Regions from separate parts of the Zea mays genome. Here all the other regions are linked to region 3. Evidence: chromatin contacts called from public Hi-C data. All regions are on one chromosome and are shown on one strand. Each heading gives the region's core, a stretch centred on a gene start, on an enhancer-like site or on the middle of the called end of the contact. The rest is flanking DNA. Distances are from core to core; before and after follow the strand shown. Region 1 holds the start of LOC100191330. Region 2 holds the start of LOC100193195. Region 3 holds the start of LOC100281711.

Region 1 (4,019 bases), core at 776-3,275, 190 kb before region 3:
GCATGGGTGCTGTTTTTGTGGCCCCGAAACTCTCCCTGATTGTGTAGGTACTAAAATGCACCTAGGGAATTACAACACACAAGTGTGCTTTCTTTTCCACAACATGGACTGCTATAGTTTGATCCTATAATGCCCTGCTATAGTTTGATCCTAATGCCCTCCAAATGAAACTGAAAATCTTAGACCCATCACAAATATAGTCAATTCAAAAAATAGAAGTTTGGGAAATTGGCATCTAAATAAGTTGCATTTTGAGAATTTCATTGAGGGAACTGACCAAGCTCTAGCTTTAGTTCTGCATCAGACTTGGTAGGCACTGCATGTGATGAAGAACCCTTTCCACCTTTGTCACTACTGTATGCTTTTCCTTTGCTTGCCTCACCTAAACGGGATGGAATTATTACAGTTAACACTGATAAGACAACATATGAAAGAAAGGCAGAAATGTAACAAGAGTATAGGTAAATATCCTTATATCTGGAACACATACTAAGTACCTTTTGAAATGGATGATGTTTAATAACATTGTGTATTTGTACCTTTAGAAAGGGCTGAAGCCTTTCCACCAGTTTTTAGGCTCGCAGATGAAGCCTTCCCGTTTGACTTTGAGTGAACAGGAGTTAGCTCTTCTACAAAACCTAGAAACAGGCAGCGCAACATGAGTACTGCAGGTTTCAAGCATGTATCAAGCTATTCATGTGCAGTTACATTCGGCTATATTATAGAGTTTAGGATTTTATTCATGCAATGAGTCCCTTAGTTTGCTCTTAACAAAATACTGAAGATCAAGTACATCATATGTCCAGTCCAGTTATTACCACCTGGAAGCTGATGCACACAGCACACCTGCCAATCATGATTCAAAAGTAGTTTGTAGCAGAATTTGCAATCAAAGTGATATCAGTGTTCAACTTAGACAGTGGAAATGCAGTACAATGCAATTAGATAAAACAATGACAGTTAAAAATGAAAAATGTTATATATTCATCTGCCAACGATTTTTCTCTATTAATATATCAAGTGTATGAAGCCTGCCAAGAAAAGCCAATAGGCATTGCAAAGAAATGACTAACACCAAAAATAAATGTTCGTTATGATAACATGAGGTACGTTTTCCTATCCTGAATGTCCTAGAGGCCTTTTTTCATGTAACAAATGCCATGCAAGAGAAAAGCGAACATGTCTTACATGACATGCCCAAAATGTCAAGAGTTCAATCATAAATATATGCAATAAACGGATACTGGAGCGTCTCAAGAGTTATAGAATGACAGGCAGTGTATCATGAGAACTGAATGTGCTGTTACCTTCAGAGTCAGAGTCAGAATCTGAAAGCACAACTACTCTTGGCTTCGCAAAAGAAACCTTATGCCTTCCATTCGGTACTTGGTCCATTGGAAAAACTTGTCAAGACTCCTACCACAAAGATGTGCGTAAGTTCTGCTTATGGAAGCCTACGTCATTCAAATCAAAATTCATCATATATGCACATCAAAAAGTGTAACACAGGGGCCTTAAGTTATGGAACTCCCATCAGGCATAACATATACACGAGACATCTGAAACTTTAAAGTAGGACTACATACATTGTTTTGTAGTTTAGTTTTCGTGTAGAATTAAAGACTAAACACATGAAGTTATTCTATCAATTACAATCCTTTGGAAACTAAACCTCCAGACGAAGCAAAAAAAAAAAAACTTGTTTTTACGTGACAATTATTAATCAGATACAGAGGGAAAACATCGCTTTCCACAAAGCCAGGGGTTAATCCAGTAAAGGGATGTGTACCGATAATTCTTGCAAGAAAATCGAAGCTAGGAGGCTTGTCAAATAGCTTTAGGTTAGGGTTTCAGTGCTCAGCTTCGCACAACATGAAGAGAAGGGCAGAGAAAGGGGTGGGAGTACCTGGTGGGTGCTCGTCGCCGGCGAAGAGACCAATGTAAACCTCCGCAACTGGCTTAGGGTGGCGGCGGCCCACCAGTCGCCGGAGAGCGAGACGCAGACAGAAGTCACAGAAGTGACAGAACCCACGCGGAGGAAATGAGGAATGCAGCGGACGATTGTTGTTTCAGCGGAAGGGGGGATGCAGCGAGCCAGCGACGCCGGCCCAGTTGAATTGTTGGGCGCAGTTAGAGCCCACCTGACGAACCTTCTTGTGGGACGTTTCTCCACACGTTACTTTGGGAATATTATTATTAATCTTTATTTCTCTCCCTTTTAATTTTTTTATTCTTCTTGATTTCATATCTATCCTCTTCGTATGACACTATCAATGGATAGTAATATATATATATATATATATATATATATATATATATATATATATATATATATATATATATTAGATAACATAAATAATAAAAATATTCAGTATATAATACATTGTAGATAAGTAAATTGGTTTTTTATATTTTTATTAAGATTGGATAGTTTCTATTGAAGCTAAAAGCCATTTTCATAAGAACATGTAAAAATATCACAAACCAAAAAACACGCTGGGTAAAAAAAATAACATCATTTTTTTCTAAAATATTAATACTTTTCTTTTTGTGACAAATTCCCAAGTGAACATAAAATGTTGAGGATGTGACTCCTCCCGAGGCTGAGACTGAGGTCGAGGCCTGGGGTCGGGCGAAGCGGAGACCTTCTCCCGAGGCCGAGGCTGAGGCCGAGGCCTGAGGTCGGGCGAGGCGGAGCTCCCTGTTGCGTCCGAGGCTGAATTCGGGGGAGATCGTGACTCAGTTTTATCCTGGTGGTTGGCACAGTAGTCGAAACGAGGTGAATAGCGTTGTTTTCCTGTCAGAACGGTCAGTAAATGGGCGAAGTGACTGCGGTCACTTCGACCTTGCCGACTGAGGCGCGCGTGTCAGGATAAGGTGTCAGGCGATCCCCGCATTAAATGTGCATGCAATACGGTCGGTTGGTAAGGCGATTTGGCCGAGGTCGCTGTACGACAAAGTCTGGCTGAGCTTGGCTTCGGGCGAGCCGAGGGTGCGCCCTATGCCTGAAGAGGCCCTCGGTCGAGGCGTGAATCTGTCTGGGACTACTGTTCCTGCCCGAGGCTGGGCTCGGGTGAGACGAGATCGCGTCCCTTGGTAGACGAGGCCTTGACTTGAATCCGTGCTTATCAGTCTTTACGGTTTGTTCTGAAGATGTTTTCCAGCCAGGTTAAGGAGTGTTGAGGGTACCCCTAATTACGGTACCCGACAGTAGCCCCCGAGCCTCGAAGGGAGTGTAGGTACTCGCTTGGAGGTTCTCCCGGATTTTTTGCAAGGGGACCAGCCTTTCTCAGTTATATTTTGTTCCGATGGGTGCGTGCGAGCGCACCCGTCGGGTGTAGCCCCCGAGGCCTCGGAGGAGTGGTTTGACTCCTCTAAGGTCTTAATTTTTTTTTGTGATGCCTCGGTCGGCCTTGTTGTTCCCTCATGCGGCCTGGCCGTAGCCCGGGTGCATGGTCAGGCTCCGGATTTTTAAGCTGGTTTTGTTGACGTGGTCAACAGTTTGGCCGTAGCCTGGTGCGAGAGCAGCCTCCGAGCCTCTGCACGGAGCGAGAGGACGATCGAGGATTGTCTCGTCTTTTATTGTACGCCCCTTTATCGCCTTTCCGCAAGGAGGAAGGGGGGGGAAGCGCGATGTTACCCTCGGAGGGCACCGAACATGGTGTTTCCAGTGAGTTGCTATTGGGTGATCCGAGTGGACGCCCGAGCCCCGTTCGATAAGGGTCGGCTAGTGGCCCACAGGTGCGCTCCAAAAGTACCTGCAGGTGATTTGCTGGACCCGGACCCATTTGATAGGGTCCGAGGGCTCGGTGCCTCCCTCCGGTGGGATTCCATTACAAATCGTTCCCGCTGGTCTCGGAAATGTCCTAGGGTACCTCGGGAGCGTAGCCCGAGCCTCGGCCATGTAACAGACGTACCCAGGGTCATCCCTGACTCTGCGTGCTCTGGGGCGGCTGTCGAACCCTTCCGAGGGGCCAGCCTTCGAACCCCTGATCAGTAAAGGGCTCGGAGCCCGAGTG
Region 2 (4,021 bases), core at 1,330-3,829, 150 kb before region 3:
TATATCCAGACTGTCTCCTGCAAAGGAATCACAGGTAGACCCTAATTCATTAAAAGTTCAAAGTAACTCTACTCACAGAATGGGATGAGATGTAGAAGTAAATGTCAATGTATCATTCAGAAAAGTGCAGAATTTTATATCCTACTGCTTAAATGCCCGTGGAAATTGAGCAGAATCTGAGACAAGTTACTGCAGCCATAATTTTTATTTAATTCCTCATTTGAAGTTGATAAAACTAACCTCTTAAACTCAAACCATCCTATTCTTTCTGTTTAAGGCGATAATCATGTTCCAATCTATCCAAAGCATGCAATTCATGATATGATTCCTGAGTGCAAAAAAGTAGGAAAAAAAATAAGTAATGTGATGCTAATAACCAGAATAAGAAGGCCAAATTGGCCGATGACAAAAATACACAAATTCATCAATGGTGCTAGGGAAGTAGGGATTCCTTATCCAAATAATACAATTATACTTCTCCTAGCCACTTCAGAAAAAATATACGTAGATAGCATTTGGCGTCACTTTTGACTACTAATTCATGTGGCTTCGATACAGAAGCAGCCAAAATGGAATTGTATATTATGAAATAAGTAACTGGAAATCACATGAATAAAATCATTTTATTCTCAAGCAAGTTCAGATAGGCTAGCAAATAAGACATTGAAGCCAAACAAATCAGGCCATCCTTACAACTGTATTTTGAACACATGTAACCAGTTTTTGCATCACTGATTCTGCTTTTCCTTTCAGATAACTTCGTGGGGCTAGTTCGGATGCCAGCCTAATGGAATACAAACAGAAATAAAGTTAGTAGCCTAAAGTAAACGCGTCCACAAACTCAGGTACTGAGAAAAAAACTATACTTTTCAAAGTAGCGGTCCAAGTTATGCCACTGAGGATCCTTGCAATAGTTTCCAAAGCGAATGACCTCTTTTGTAAATACTTCTAACTCTTCCCTGATGGAATTAACTAATTAAGGTATTGTTTCAATATAAAAATAAAAGGCACACTACAGTTTTCCATACATTTTGAACAGGGTAACACGCACGACAAGCATGGATAAATTAGGCCATAATTACATGATAAGAAGTGAACACAAGCACAAACCTTTTGTCGGCAGCTGCCATCTTGAGCAGTTCATCAAAATCTTTGGATATAAAAAAAATGATTGGTAGGACGCACCTTCTGCATAACTCTGTACTGTACGCGATCAACAAACAAGAAAGAGCACCTCAACTTCGCAACGGAGAAGAGCGTCCCGTACCACAGCCAGAACCCAAAAATGACTCCAGCGATCACACGGTAGTACAACCCTGACAGTTTGTTCAACGAGAGGAACAACATATTGCTTAGCCCTGGAGGAATGGCTCCTGACAGTTTGTTCAACGAGAGGTCAAGTGACTCAAGAACGTTCAAGCTTCCGATGCTGCTAGGAATTCCACACGACAGACGGTTTCTCGACAGGTTCAGAAACTGGAGGCCTTGGAGATTGGTGAGCTCGTCAGGGATGCAATGCGACAAGGAGTTGCCCGACAGATCGATGCCTGTCATCAGCTCGAGTATCCTCTGGAACCTGAGCTTCTGCCCCTTCCAGATGATGTCGATCCGATCCTGGTAGATGGACCCGTCCAGCGATCCTGTGCTGGAGTTGATCTTGGGGTGCTTCATGGAAGCCAGGTCTCCCAGCTCTCTCAGGATCAGCCCCGTCAGTCCGTTGTGGGCTAGGTCCAGCAGCTGGAGCTGCGAGAGCTGCGACAGCTCCGGAGGGATCTGGCCGCTGAAGTTGTTCGAGCTGAGCCTAAGGATCTTCAGCGCCAGAACGAAGGTCCCGATCCAGCGATGGATGTCGACGTAGAACCTGTTGTTGTCGATGTCTACGGTGGGCGGGCGCGGTGGAGGAGCGGTGGCGGCGGCGCGCGCGGTAGAGGAGCGGGGGCTGGCGGGCGCACGGTGGGGCGGTGACGGCGGGCGCGGTGGCGCGCGGTGGAGGAGCGGTGGCGGCGGGGGCGCGGTGGAGGAGCGGGTTGGTGGCGGCGCGCGCGTAGGCGAGAAAGAAGAGAGACGCGTGGGTCGCTAGGGATTTAGGTTTTTGGGATAAGTTCGACGGTGTCCACGTGGCCCACGAACTTAATTTAAGAACGTGAGTACTCACGTCCCTAATACGATAAGTTCGACGGTTTTAGCTAGGACGCACGAATTTAAACTAAGAACGTCGGTACCCACGTTCTTAAATTAACTCATGAACTTAACTCAATTAAGAACGTCGGTACCCACGTTCTTAAATTAACCCACGAATATTTATTAGTTTCTTGTAGTGGAGTGAAAACCAGGCCAGGGGTCAGAGGGAGGGAGCGCCAGTGGGCGGGTGAGAGCGCGGCCCACCGCCACTTGGCGAAAAGCACAGCGCACGTGGCGCCTGCCCGAGCGCTCCGCTCCGTTATCCTCGGCGCGCAGGCAAATGACGGCCCCGCCCCTGGTGAAAAGCGCAAAAAGGGCACTCCCGCCTCCCGGGTCCCGCGCCGCGAGGTGGGCCCACTTCCGCCCGCCCTCATCCCCCTTCCACTTCCCCCCTCATCACGTCCTCTTCCAGTCTCCACTCTCCACGTGTTCCATCCCATTCTCCTCCCCGCGCCCCGTCCCCCTCGCCTCGCTTATCCCCCGGACCCGGCCGACCCCTGCTCTGCTCGACGTGTTGGCAAAACCTCCTCCTAGTCCTCTCGCAGAAGGAGCTTGTTTTCTTTACCGGCGCGGCAACAGCGAAAGCTTCTCGATCTCTCTCCCCGCTGCTCCGCCGCTGGGTACGGTGGTTCCGCGCCTCGGACGCGCCCGTGCGGGTTGGTTGGATCCGAGCTCTGTGCAGAAGCGCCGCCGCGACACGGTCGGTGAGCGCTCTTTCTGGCTGCTGTTTTCATCGCGAGCTTGGATTCAGACATTCGGTGCCGTCCATGCAAGGGGTAGACGGATTTGGGTGAGGAGTCTATTGCTTCTTCGATCGGGGATTGAGTGTTTGGTCTACCGTCCTTGTTTATTTAGCTCGTCGGTGTTCCAGGGAGTTCGACGTGTATGGGTGTAGTGTGTTGGGCTGACAAGTCTGAACTCTATTTTTTTTCCTTTCTTTCCTCTTTGCGGACACTTCACGTTTTTATTCCGTGTCGCGTAGACCGTACGCGAGTGGTTCGGTTTGTTTGATTTCGCCCTTGCGCAGGCGGCCTCAGCTGCTAAAGTCTTGATTAACCCCGTCTAATTGCTTGTATCTGCAGCCAGTTCATCTGGAAAGGGTTTTATCTGTTCTTTTACAAAGGTTGCTTTTGCCTACTGACGCGTGAATATCGAATAGTGATGATAGTATATTCGCGCTTTGCTTGTACGTGTCTGTACTCTGTTGTCCCTTCTGTTCAAAGCGGCAACTATTCATCTGCGTCGAAAGGGAATCCTTTTGCAGCGTGAATTTGACTGTTCTTGAGCGAAATTTGCCGCGTTTATTTGAGTGGCGCAGAGAGTCCGCTGGCTTCCAGCCTTCCACGAGTAGCCGGCAAGCGACCAGATAGAGGGAAAAAAGAGAGGGTTAGTGGTGCACTGGTGCTTAACACCTGTATTTGTTGTACCTGAAGTTTGGCATATGGCCACTTATTCTGTGCCACACTTACCGGTCATGTGCATGGAAAGCGTCCATTCGATATGCCAAGATATGAACATGCCACTTAAAATGATAACTTGGGACCAGGGAGCCATTTGCAATAGAGGTCGCAAAAAGTTTGGTTGCACTTCGTCCTATTTGTCTCTCACTCACTCAGTCACTCCTATGTGCTGATATGCTGTGCTAAGCTGGCATGAAAGACTCTTGACTTCTTCAGAGCATTGATGCCAATTGCAATAAAAGCGTTTGTTTGTCTCCAAGATGACTATTCATCACTCTATCTTTCGGTGGTACCAAATGCATTATGGTCACTCTATTTGAAGGTCTTTTGAATTTACTCTGCTTACCTCCCCCTTATGCTTTACAGAGATTATATGCTTT
Region 3 (4,277 bases), core at 25-2,524:
AGTATGGGTACAGACATGGTATAAGATTTTACCTACTTAGAGCATCTCCAAGAAACTCTTTATCTTTAGCTCTCTCTATTTGACTATCTATTTATCTTTTTATAATACAGTCTATACATATTATCTCACTTCAACAGACTATCTATCTAGTTCGGCTAGTCAATTGACTAGCCAAATTTGGCTAGTGAGAGAGAAAATTTGGAGAGCTCGATAGCTTAGCGAGTCACATAGCTAATACGTTGGAGAGTTATTTTGCTGTTGAGTAGCCAAAATTTGGTTTGGCAAGTCATTTATCTAGTTCTTGGAGATATTTTTATACATATATACCATTTTATGAATTGTACTATTAGCTATTTTGTTGTGTTGTTTTTTTATTTTATGACGAAATTTAAATTATAGAAGTACAGATATTGTAAGACAGACTGAGTACGAGCTATCTTTAAAAGAAAAATAAAAGAAACCTACTAGGTAACCTACGACGAGTAACCGGCCCATCTAGCTTTGCTTCCACCGATCCCTTCGCGGAAAGCAAGAAAAAAGTTGACTGTGGGCTCTTAACGAGGTGACGGGAGAGAGAGCTTTGTCACGTCCAATTGATTGGCGATGTGATTTTTTTACAGAGATGCACGTATGGTAATAAAAAATTGCAACGTTGGAACTTGTAAGGTTGCTGCAGTAGTACGTTGTACAGGGCTAAAATGATTTTGTACTACCCGCGCCATCATGATCGCCCGAGAGGCAGCTTTCACTATTTAGATGGTTAGCTGGCTTTTAAGACCGTTTGCAGCGGTTCATCTAAAATTTATCTAAAAATATTGTTTTACACTATTCTGTATATTAAAATTGTACTGTGCACAAAGTAGAATTTGAACATAAGTATATATATGAATAAGCTGTTAGAGATAGTCTAAGTGGTACCGAATTCGACTGCTTCTGCAGTATTTTTGTCTACCTAGAGTGTAAACAGTCGCCAAACGGCCTCTGATTTCATGATCCAACGCGTTGTTTTTCCTGATGCTGGTTTTTGGCAGAGTATTCCGTTGATCTTCTTGGCTATGGCGTTCACATACATGGAACTGTACATCCATTAGCGCTCCTAGTAAACTGATGAGAGAGGGACCAGCGGAAGATCGAGGCGGCCATGTCGTTTTCCAGACACTAGGCGTCGCCCTCGCCCACCCAGGGACCCCCAAAAACTGCGGGACAGGATCATTGCACCCGCGAAATGAAAATTTACAATAAAAAACCGATAGTAGAAAACGAAAGCGAACTGACGGGCCGCCGGGCCGGGGAGCAGAAAGGGAGGCCATTAATACTCGACACCTCCCCGTCTTCTTCCTCCTCCCCCCTCCGCCATTGCTCCACGAGTCCACAAGACATCTCCCGCGCGCCAGAGCTCTAGAGAGAAACTGGACAGGAGCGCGGGCTTCGGACTCCCATCTCCGCGGGGGCACAAAAGATGCAGGTCCTCATGACTCCCAGCCTCCGCGCAGCGCAATCGGGTGAGATTTCTGCTGCGCCACATCTCCCCTCCGGTTCTGTTTTCCCTGGTTCCTGATTCGGCTGCCTTCCGTTATTTATATATAAATAAATGTGCTTCGGCCTTCGGTCCTGTTACTCCTATAGATCTGTCGCGCCTGCTGGGTTCCAGAGCTGTTCGGTTTGGCTCATCTCTGCCGTTCTGCATTTCGCAGAAAGACGAGAAAAGCCCGTCCCTACTTCCTGCTTTCCTCACCTTTCCGCAGCCAACACCAGAAGAAGAAATTGGCAAAAAAAAAAAGGAGCATTTTGGTTTCGTTGAAATGCGGCCCCGATTTCGACTCGCCAGCTTTGCGCGCCTCTAACTGCTAGGCAGTAGTGTGTGTTTTCTCTCTCTCTGTGTGTGTGCGCGCGCGCGCGAGGAAAGGCCTTCGTTCTGGGGCGGGCGGCTCTCTTTTGCAAGCGGCAATGATGCGCCTTTGGCGAGCACTCTCTGCTGATCAGACGCTTGTTTATTGCTAAAGAGGACGCTAGATCTGTAGCGTTGCATGATTGAGGTCAGTGGGGGGCGGGGCTGGACATAGTTGATGGTTTTAACAGGACCTTTCCTAGCTCTAGGCCGACAACAGATGAACGAACCCCCCCAAGTGCGGCGGGCGCACATTGAGCACCCAATGATGAGGCGTCCATGGCGGATGCTGAATGTGGCCGTCATTTTCTCGCCTTATTTATTTCTTTTTGGCAAAGTCTTGGTTTACTGTCTACTTGAATATTATGTCGCAGCCCCTCCTGCGTTTTATAATCGCTATTTTTGCCACTCACAGTTTTGCCGATTTCATCGAAGTTCTTCCCCCCCACACCATTTGCAGATTGTCAATGAATCTACAATGCAAATAGTCCATTGCAATGCCAAGGTTGCTTCCTGACTGACCAGATCGAGCGTGTTGAACTCTCTGGTCATCTCGTCTGAAAAAACAGACAGGTGTTTGCAGCTATGGCTTCGAAGGCAATGCCCCAAATTCTCCCAGAAACGCCAGGCATCCCAGGCACGAAGCAATGCTCTAAGAGTGCTCCCCCTTTCGAGCTTCCCCAGACGAACAATTCCTGTGCTTCTGCGCTGACGGTGTTACCAGGAACAACAACTGACCTGAGCAAATCGAGCCATAAACCTGAGCTGAACGAGCAGAAACCAGACCACCGCCTCAAGGAACCTGTCGACGCCGCGTCGGTCAAGTTCCCCGTAGAACCGAGCAAGAAAGCGGTAGCGGAGCATGGGAGCACGAACGGGGGTTCCACTTCGTTTCAGACGTGTGGAGGGACTAGCCAGGCCCAGGCAAAGGTCAGTGCGAGTGCTAAGGCCGCTGATCCACCCGAGATCGGTGACAGGGGCAACAGTGGAAGATGCAGGCCTAGCACAAGCAGCGACATCAGTGACGAGAGCTCGTGCAGCAGCATGAGCAACAGCACGAAGCCTCACAAGGCGAACGATTCGCGGTGGGAGGCGATCCAGACGGTCAGGACCAGAGACGGGGTTCTTGGACTGAGCCATTTCAGGCTGCTCAAGAGGCTAGGCTGCGGCGACATCGGCAGCGTGTACCTCTCTGAGCTGAATGGGACCAAGAGCTATTTCGCGATGAAGGTCATGGATAAGGCGTCGCTAGCGAGCCGTAAGAAGCTGCTCCGGGCTCAAACGGAGAAGGAGATTCTGCAGTGCCTGGATCACCCCTTCCTTCCTACGCTTTACACCCACTTCGAGACCGATAAGTTCTCCTGCCTGGTCATGGAGTTCTGCCCCGGAGGAGACCTCCACGCTCTTCGGCAGAGGCAGCCTGGCAAACATTTCCCGGAGCAAGCTGTCAAGTACGTATGTCTTATCCACATTTTACCATCCGCATGTATTGCATTTCACTGTCTAAATAGTACTTAACAGAGTTAAGGCTTTTGAGTTCATTAGTTTGAAATCATCGTGACTGAAAAACAAAACCTATTGCTTGCTGCAGATTCTACATAGCAGAAGTCCTCCTGGCGCTAGAATACCTGCACATGCTCGGTATCATATACCGTGATCTCAAGCCAGAGAACGTCCTTGTCCGGGAGGACGGGCACATCATGCTCTCGGACTTCGACCTCTCCCTTCGCTGCGCAGTCAGCCCGACGCTGATCAGATCCTCGAACCCTGACGCAGAAGCGCTCAGGAAGAACAGCCATGGCTACTGTGCGCAGCCAGCTTGCGTCGAGCCGTCCTGCGTCGTCCAACCGTCATGCGCAGCCCCGACCACCTGCTTTGGCCCGCGCCTGTTCTCCTCCAAGTCCAAGAAAGAACGGAAGCCAAGACCTGAAGCTGCCACCCCGGTCAACCCTTGGCCTGAGCTCATAGCAGAGCCCAGCGACGCACGGTCGATGTCGTTCGTTGGGACGCACGAGTACCTGGCCCCCGAGATCATCAAAGGCGAGGGCCATGGCAGCGCCGTCGACTGGTGGACCTTCGGGGTATTCTTGTACGAGCTGCTGTTCGGGAAGACGCCTTTCAAGGGATCCAGCAACCGGGCCACGCTGTTCAATGTCATTGGCCAGCAGCTGCGCTTCCCGGAGTACCCGGCCGTCAGCTTCTCGGCGAGGGATCTGATCAGGGGTCTGCTTGTGAAGGAGCCCCAGCAACGGCTGGCCTACAAGCGTGGAGCCACGGAGATCAAGCAGCATCCCTTCTTTGAGGGCGTGAATTGGGCGCTCATAAGGTGCGCAAGCCCACCGGAGGTACCAAAGCCTGTCGAGATCGAGAGGCCGTCAAATCATCCTTC

What was found. Hi-C and Micro-C count contacts between places; a contact is called where the count stands out from the background.
Region 1: a contact with region 3 is called in a Hi-C map of leaf, with 3 times the contacts expected there. The contact joins the promoter of LOC100191330 here to the promoter of LOC100281711 in region 3. A contact is called at or near these places in 3 of 25 Hi-C or Micro-C datasets (bundle sheath, ear and leaf).
Region 2: a contact with region 3 is called in a Hi-C map of leaf mesophyll, with 2.4 times the contacts expected there. The contact joins the promoter of LOC100193195 here to the promoter of LOC100281711 in region 3. A contact is called at or near these places in 3 of 25 Hi-C or Micro-C datasets (bundle sheath, leaf and leaf mesophyll).

What each region holds. Positions count from the first base shown.
Region 1 is chr4:168,029,238-168,033,256 of Zm-B73-REFERENCE-NAM-5.0, reverse strand. It overlaps LOC100191330, which reads right to left and starts at 2,025. Exons shown (of 9, transcript NM_001136764.1): 1 at 1,308-2,025; 2 at 540-638; 3 at 278-382. The coding sequence starts at 1,395.
Region 2 is chr4:167,986,729-167,990,749 of Zm-B73-REFERENCE-NAM-5.0, reverse strand. LOC100193195 reads left to right here and starts at 2,579. Exons shown (of 5, transcript NM_001138350.1): 1 at 2,579-2,885.
Region 3 is chr4:167,836,210-167,840,486 of Zm-B73-REFERENCE-NAM-5.0, reverse strand. It overlaps LOC100281711, which reads left to right and starts at 1,274. Exons shown (of 3, transcript NM_001368083.1): 1 at 1,274-1,502; 2 at 2,304-3,339; 3 at 3,480-4,277. The coding sequence starts at 2,474.